Regions from separate parts of the Hordeum vulgare genome. Here region 1 is linked to region 2. The links are chromatin contacts, called in public Hi-C maps. All regions are on one chromosome and are shown on one strand. Each heading gives the region's core, a stretch centred on a gene start, on an enhancer-like site or on the middle of the called end of the contact. The rest is flanking DNA. Distances are from core to core; before and after follow the strand shown. Region 1 holds the start of LOC123404678 (CCAAT/enhancer-binding protein zeta). Region 2 holds the start of LOC123403165 (vacuolar protein sorting-associated protein 20 homolog 2).

Region 1 (4,212 bases), core at 1,526-4,025, 390 kb after region 2:
GAGCGACCCAAATCGTCTGCTCGCGTCCGTTTGGGTCAGCGCGGACAAAAGTGAAGGCTCAACGTGCCGACCAAACCCAAAAGGCATCCACTTCACATGTGTGCGGACCCATTTCTGGCCCAATACTGCGCTCCAACTGCGTCGGCACGGACGCGGCACACGCCTTCTCATGTCCGCGCCCATCAACACGTGGTGCCCGGTCAAATCCCTCGTCGTCTTTATTAACGACGACCGCCCATCACGGGCCCACGCGTCAGCTACCCACGAACGCCCTTTTTTAATCCGAGCATGCGGGGGGTGGGGGCTCATCCTCCTCTAGAAGTCGCCTCCATCCCCATCTAGCCGCCCCTGCTCCCCCGCCGACGGTAAACCCTAGCCACCACCACCATGGGGTTCTTCTTCGCGGAAGACAAGGGCAAGTCCCCCGCCGTCCCTATCCGCGCATGCTCCAGTCGTCGGCGTCTTCCCGTTTGCCTCGCCAGTGGGTCAGCGTACCAGTGCACTAGGCGAGGTGGCACTCGGAGCATCGCTTCCCCTCTCCTACCCCGAAGTTACGCTGTCGCACGACTAACATTTGGATCCAGAGAGGATCCCAGTTCCAGCGGTGCCGCGGTCGACGCGGGCGCATGCGGAGGAGGTGAGGCATCAAAGGGAGCAGCCGACGCCAGAACAACAACGCAACCCCGTATACGCTGCAAACTCCCCCTACTGGGAGGCCTCGTTCGCGTGTGACACGAGGAGCAGGGCCGGCATGGCGTCCGCGACGTGGTGGCTGGACCGCCGCCGCCCCTCATCGTGCACGAAGAAAGACCAGGAGGTGGAGGCGACGTACCAGAACGCGCTGGCAGCCGTCCTGCATGCGAGTGAGGAGTAGGCCTACCAGAAGCAGCTGGCGGAGGCCATTGCACTCTCCGCTGTCGGCGACTGTGTCGTGCCCCCACCGACCTCGCCGCCCCCCGCCGAGCTAGGATCGTAAGTCCCGAGGCCCGAGTTGTACGCCTGGGATGGGGTGGTGCGCGATTGGATCAGCGCGCCACCCGTCTGGTTGGGTGCGACGCCGGAGCAGGAGGCCGCCTACCTGAAGCACTGGCACAACGGCGGGTGAGGGAGGAGGACGCACAGGAGCGACGGATCGAGCCGATGGAGCGCGAGGCTGAAGCTGAGGAGGAGGAGCGACTTGCTGCCCAGCGAGCGTTGGTGCAACACCGGCGGACGACATCACTGCCGCGTGAGAGACGGTCTTCCCCTGGGCTGGCCCAGGCCGATGCTCGTCGACCTCACCAGCCCCAACGACGACGAGGAGAAGGACGCATAGGGCAGCGCGCCTCCTCGTTTTTAGCTTATTTAATTTTATGTTTATTGTAATGTGGACTATCGTCGGCCTTCCGGACCGGTATTAATGTTCAATTAATGATTTTTATATTTTTTGAAATGTTTACTTCGTGCCGCCTAAAAATGGATCGCTCGTCGCATTGAACGCAAGCGCCGACCCAATTGCAAAAGCGGACACGTATGTCCGCTGAGCCGACCCAAATGGAAAAAATACGGACAAAAACGCCGTCCGTTTGGGTCGGCACGTTGGAGTTGCTTTTTTTTTTAAAAAGGTTGGAGTTGCCCTTAGTAAGTGGATAGATTTGAGGATGAAAAATAGACTTCTTTCTCTCCTAGTTTTAGTCGTCACTGTCCAAATAAAAAAAGGGAAAGTCTTACATTCCACCGACTGATCCGCGTGATCCATCCGCCGTTCGCTTGTCCGTTGGATCTGACGTCGATCTGATCGCGAACCGTTCCTGAAACTGGATCGTTGTTTCAGAAACTGGGCAGTTGTTTCGCAAAACTGCCCATCCGTGTCTCCGCCTCCGCCTCGGCCCCGACGACCTCGCCGCCGCCGGCCTGCTGCATCTCGCCGCCCCTCCGCCGTCGGCCTGCTGCGGCCCCGCCGCCCCTCCGCCGCCGACCTGCCCGCCGCCTTCCGTCGCCCTTGCTCGCCCTCCGCCACGGCCCCGCGCCACGGCCCCGCCCCGTTGGCCTGCACCGCGGCCCTCCGTCGCCGGCCTGCATGCCGCCCTCCGCCGCCCTGCATGCCGCCCTCCGCCGCCCCTGCCGCCCTCCGCTGCTGCCCCGCGCCACGGCCCCGCCCCGTCGGCCTGCACCGCGGCCCTCCGTCGCCGGGCTGCCCGTCGCCCTCCGCTGCCGCCCCGCGCCACGGCCCCGCCCCGTCGGCCTGCACCGCGGCCCACCGTCGCCGGCCTGCATGCAGCCCTCCGCCGCCCCTGCCCGCCCTCCGCTGCCCCTGCCCGCCCTCCGCCGCTGCCCCGCGCCACGTGTTCTGCAACTCGACCTTTGTTGCAAAAAGTTTCCTGCAACACGACATTTTGTTGCAAAAATTTCTTCCGTAAAAACACCTATATTACAGAAAGACGAAGATTTTTTTTTTCTGCAACAAGCAAATTGTTTCTGAAACTCGACCGTTGTTTCAGGAATTAACGGATCCAAAGTTTATTTTTTGCAACAAAGCGAAAGTTTCTGCAACTCGAGCATCGTTTCAGGAATTGCGTCCAGAGCGGATCAGACGCAGCGGATCGGACGGCTACACGCGTGAGATCGAACGGCTGTCGAGGTGGTGGATATTTAATAAATATCCACGGGTAGATGCGTGATAGTCCCCGTAAAAAAAAGCACTAGGATTTTTAGTCGCTCGATGAGCCCCTGCGTAGCGGTTACTGGGCCGGGCCGAAGAAGGAGAAGGGGTTCGCGGAGAGGCGCGTTAGTTGCAAATAGGAATTGCCCTGCTCAAGCACCCCTAGCCCGCTAGCCGCCGCCTCCACCTCCAGTCCTCCTCCCACCGGCGCCACCCTCAGCCGCCGCCTCACCCTCCATATCCCACTTCGCCTCTGACTGCATATCCCCTCGCCGCGGTATCTATCCATGACGGAGCTAAACCCTAAGCCCAAGTCCGCAAAGAAAGCGAGGAAGCCCGCCGCCGGTGCGGAGGAGAAGAGCATGGACGCGCTCACGTCCGATGTAAGCCCCAAGCTCAAGTCCAGCAAGAAATCAAAGAAGCCCGCCGCCGAGGTGGTTGAAGAGAAGGGCGCGGACGCGCTCAAGTCCGACCTAAGTCCCGAACCCATGTCCACCAAGAAGAAGAAGAAGAAGAAGAAGCCCGCCGCCGGTGGGGAGGAGGATGACATTGACGCGATCAAGTCCGACGTCGCCTCGTTCGCCTCATCGCTGGGACTTGTCCCCGGCGCCGGCAACTCCTCCGGGTTCGACGACTCCGATTTCCGCAAGTCCGGCCCCATGAGCGCCCCCAAACCGCCCAAGCATCCCCAAACCCCAGAAGCGCCCGCAAACACCGAACCCCTCCAAAACCCTAAACCTACCAAGAAGCCGCATCCTCTCGAGCTCCATGCCCCTCATACCGCCGCCACCACTAGTGCCGCCACCAATTACCCGCTGGTCAAGGCGAGTGCTCTCTCCGGGCAGTGGCACGCTGATGCTGCTGAGCTGGAGGCCAGGGTCCTAGGCGACCGTAAGCATGCCCCACCAGCAGTGGGGCTTCAGGAGATGCAGCGGATGGTGGAGCGGAAGCGGGAGCTGGCAGAGAAGCTCATCATGCAGTACTCGAGGGAGTATGACTCGGTGCGCAGGGGAACTGGTGATCTCAAGCTCCTCGAGATGTCGGCAAAGTCCGGTACATCATCCGATAAGGTGTCGGCGTTCACATGTCTAGTCGAGGACAATCCAATAGCGAACATGAGGGCCCTTGACTCTCTCCTTGGTGAGTTGCACTATTGAAATGCTCATCTTCGTTGTGTATTGAACAAATTGAGGCAATAATGCTTAGTTGATCATGGAAAGAGGGTTAGATTACATTTGGGATTCTTCCTGTACCTAGACACTGAGCTAGGAAAGAATGTTCTGAAGTGATTCTGACAACTTATCAACTTTTACGATCATAAGGGCAGTTTTTATGTAACACTTTAGTCAAAGTGGCATTTGGAAACAATTCGATTGCACTAAATGTGACTGCAACCAGGAAAATATGCAGTGTTTCAGATCGGAAAATGAATCATGAATGTTAGATAGAAATAGCATAAATGTTAGACCTTTAAGACATAAAACCAACTTGAAGTCACTAGAAAATCTTAGATGGGTCATGAGCGGAACAGTTGCACACCAAAAGTTCAATAAAACTCATATGATGCTGAT
Region 2 (3,702 bases), core at 846-3,345:
TTCATGTAAGCTAGACGGCGAGGTGTCGTGTATGGTATGAGGACAACTATGGTAAACAAAATAGTAGGTTTTCTTAGTTTAATCCACTCCACTATATTGTAAACGTAAAAAAATTCAGGTCCCATTGCAACGCACGGGCACTCACCTAGTAACTCTACCAATAGAAATAGCATGGTGCTCGTCAAAATCAGATGAAACAAATTTTAATTACGGGCATTGATTATAAGTACAAAGACATAAATAATACAATATAACAGATGATAAATTGATTCTTGTATTAGCCACAAGTTCAGAAGCATCATACTTTGTAGATCTGTTCATGTTTTAAGTTGCAGACTACAGAGCTAATTATATATATTTAAATGGTGTAAGAACGAAATCAGTAATGATTTTTAGGCAACTATCACATAGCCCACATGATGTGCATGGTCTAATTAGTTCACCACAAATAGATGAAAACAGCTTTTACAGAGATCCAAGGTGCCACTTAATGTGTTAAGCGTCAACTAAAGAGATTGTAAGAAAGGCATATGAATAACTTCAAACAAGATGGAAGAATCTCAAATGGATAAAAGCATTACAAATATAGGTAGTAAACAGTGGACTGGAAAAGTTTATTGAACTTACATCCTGATAAGCCTTGGCCTCAGCTGTGTCATCCATTAACTTTTGGACATCGTCGATGTTAATCTCACTCTGTATAGACTTAAGGGCAGCATTTCCAGTCTTTAGGCTTTCCAATACAGCCTTTTGCTTACTTGCTAGTTCAATATCTGCCAGCTTCAACAAGAGAACACAAACAGACTGTCAAATTATAGATCAAAACTAAAGAGACTTAATTCTGGTCAGATTGAATGATGTAAAGCATAAATACAGATCTTCTGTCCTATACATGAACATGGAATTCATTAGGAGCCAGAATCTATCCAATAAACTACTAACCTGCTGTTCGACATTCATTTGCCATGTATCAACTTGTTTCAGGAGCTCTTCCTGGGATTTCTTCTTCTTCAGTGCAATCAAAGCTCTGTCTTTCTTCTTCTGTTGAACCAACTGGCGTGCAGCTTCCTTTTCTGCTTCAATCACCTTCTCAAGCTGGAAGAAAGAAAAGTAAACCATACATAAACAGAATCAGTACCATCTTAATTCTAAGTAGAAATGGCATTCCAGTGATTTACTAATGCAAGACACGCTCATCAGTTCAGTTAGAATAATTGAACAGTTCATCACAACACTAAAAGTTATACCCACCTAAAGGTATCAAAACCCGATGGCAAAATAATTTCTTCGCACAACATGCTAGTACAAAATCAGATAGTTTGCTAGTTTGCACTAGCAAACGAGTCCCATGGCACTAGCACTGATAGACTGAGATAATGGCAGCGCACCAAAGCATGCACTAGAATACAGTCCGGTTTTCGCAATATGCTCTGGAAAGTACTATCCTAATTTGTTAACATGAATGTGCAGTTCTCACAGACATTCACCTTAATACATTATAATCCAACCCAAAACCTATACTCTTTTCCTGATGACAATGCCAAACATTCTAAATCTGGATCACTGCTGTCAACCCAAAATGACAAACAACAAACCACATCAGAACTGGGCCCTCCTAACAAAACTAACAAAGTGGAAAAGGCCTGTCCCCGTTCAGGTATAGAAACAACGTTATGCAAAACCTAACCTAAACCAAACCTGGTATTATCTAGGTCCGGGGGGCAAAGTTGGAGATCGATAAACTACAAGAATTGAATCTCAATGATCACAATACAAACTACAACAATTCGATGGTATAATAGGAACGGGGGGATGGAAACATATGATCGGATCGGGCAGAGCGGGAGCAGGGGACCTGCTGCTGGAACTGCGCGAGCTTGCGGCGCTGTGTCTTGAGGGCGAGGATGGCCTTGTCAACCTCCGTGATCTTAGGCTTCTTCACGAACACGTTCCCCATCTTTCTCTCCCCGTGTATACCCCTCGCGAGCAAGGTTTCGCCGGCGGCGGGGTAGACGGCGGCGGGATAGAAGGAAGAGGGGGAGGGGAAGGTGGACTGCAGGAGGAGACGCGGTCACGGCATCACAGTTCACGGGTAGGGCCGGGGAGAATTTAGGATCGGGTTCGTATTACCCGTTACCCCTTGTTTTTATGGGGAAGACCCGTTACCATTTACCAACAGCTCTTCCCTCTTTCTCTGTGAAACAAAGATGTTGAATAATAAAGGAAAGAATTTTATGTGGTCGTTAGGTTACTCGAGTTGTTTTTGTTGTAGAGTGAAAGTAGAAAATGACAAATAAAGTATTTAAATGATCCACTAGTTTCTTTGTAATGTCTAATGTGGGAGATTCACTTACGGCATGGTCAATGGACCACGCTGGACGGGTGCCCGAGGTGCCACATCGTCCTGCCGAGTGCCACCTCCACTAAACATGTGGCTTGCAAAGCAAAACGGGATACTGCAGAAGAACTCGCTTCTTTCCTGACAAAAGAGACGGGGCAACTGCTCGGGCGACGTGATGGGAGGGATGTCGCTTCGCTCGATTCGAAACCACGCGCCCCCAACAAAATCCCGCGAGCAAGAGATTAGAAGGGCACGAAAGGGAGAAAGAACGAGCGGGAAGGGGAGAAGGGAAGGGCACGACTAGGGAGCGGAGGCGCGGTGCGAACGAGCGGAGAAGGCGGCGCACACTCGTCCTCAGCCCAAAATCGACACCCTCGATTCCCGCTCTTGCTGCAAGGTATGAGGTTAGTCCTTCCCGTGCTTCTTCTCGTGCTCATGGCCAGATTGATTTTCTTCAGTAAACTGGCTAGGGTTCGATGGATTTTGGAGATTCATGGTGATTCAGTAAATCCATTCGTTCAAGACAAAGATTGATTCCCTTGTGTGTGATTTAGGTTCAATCTATTTGAGTCAGCTGACCATGCTTGTGGAAATCCCGAAATCCCCATTTTTTTCTTCTTCAGTGAAGAGTGAACTGGGCATGTTAACCATCTATGTTAACTATTGTAATAACAAACATTTTTTTCTTCAGCTGTAATGGAACAATGTCCTCCTAATGGTTTCATGAGCTTCCTTCAAGGCCAAAGTCATCCCAACCTCACCTCGCCAGCCCCTTGGCAGCTTGGTTTCTAGTATCTAGTGATGCAGCCGCCGCTGCCAACCAGCCAAGCACCACTCTCTTCCTTCAACATATGATCCCAGGATCACAACTTCATCGACCAAGCGAAAACGAGTCACAATCGATGTGAAAACAGATGATGAAGATAGAAAGAGGTTGCACTATACAAAAGATGAGGACATCAGATTGGTAAGCTCCCAAAATCCTCCTATTCTTGTCATGTAGACATCAAAGATATTTCATGTCTTGCCATCTAAGAAATTATTTAGGATGGTTTGTAATGCCCAAGATGCGATCATATCTTTATTTTGGCACGAGTGCCTCGACAGGGATAGAAACGCATCTTGTCGTTTCGCAAAAATGGATATCATTACAAGTTCATGTACAGGAGAGATAAGTATATGGAATTGGCTTACACTCGCCACAAGCTACAACATGAACATCTCAATACAACAATACATTCAATCATCATGTAGAAAAGCAGGGTCCGACTACAGACGAAATCAAACGAATAAAATGACGTCCATCCTTGTTATCCGAGGCTGGCGGCCTGGAAACCATCCTATGATCGATGAAGAAGAAG

What was found. A called contact is a pair of places that touch in the nucleus more often than the background predicts.
Region 1: a Hi-C map of seedling shows a contact between it and region 2, with 2.5 times the contacts expected there. The contact joins the promoter of LOC123404678 here to the promoter of LOC123403165 in region 2. A contact is called at or near these places in 2 of 6 Hi-C or Micro-C datasets (leaf and seedling) and 1 of 1 datasets of contacts at active chromatin or transcription factors (embryo).

The regions. Positions count from the first base shown.
Region 1 is chr6H:333,535,742-333,539,953 of MorexV3_pseudomolecules_assembly, forward strand. It overlaps LOC123404678 (CCAAT/enhancer-binding protein zeta), which reads left to right and starts at 2,776. Exons shown (of 16, transcript XM_045098615.1): 1 at 2,776-3,781. The coding sequence starts at 2,929.
Region 2 is chr6H:333,148,933-333,152,634 of MorexV3_pseudomolecules_assembly, forward strand. It overlaps LOC123403165 (vacuolar protein sorting-associated protein 20 homolog 2), which reads right to left and starts at 2,096. Exons shown (of 6, transcript XM_045097126.1): 1 at 1,856-2,096; 2 at 943-1,095; 3 at 628-780. The coding sequence starts at 1,957.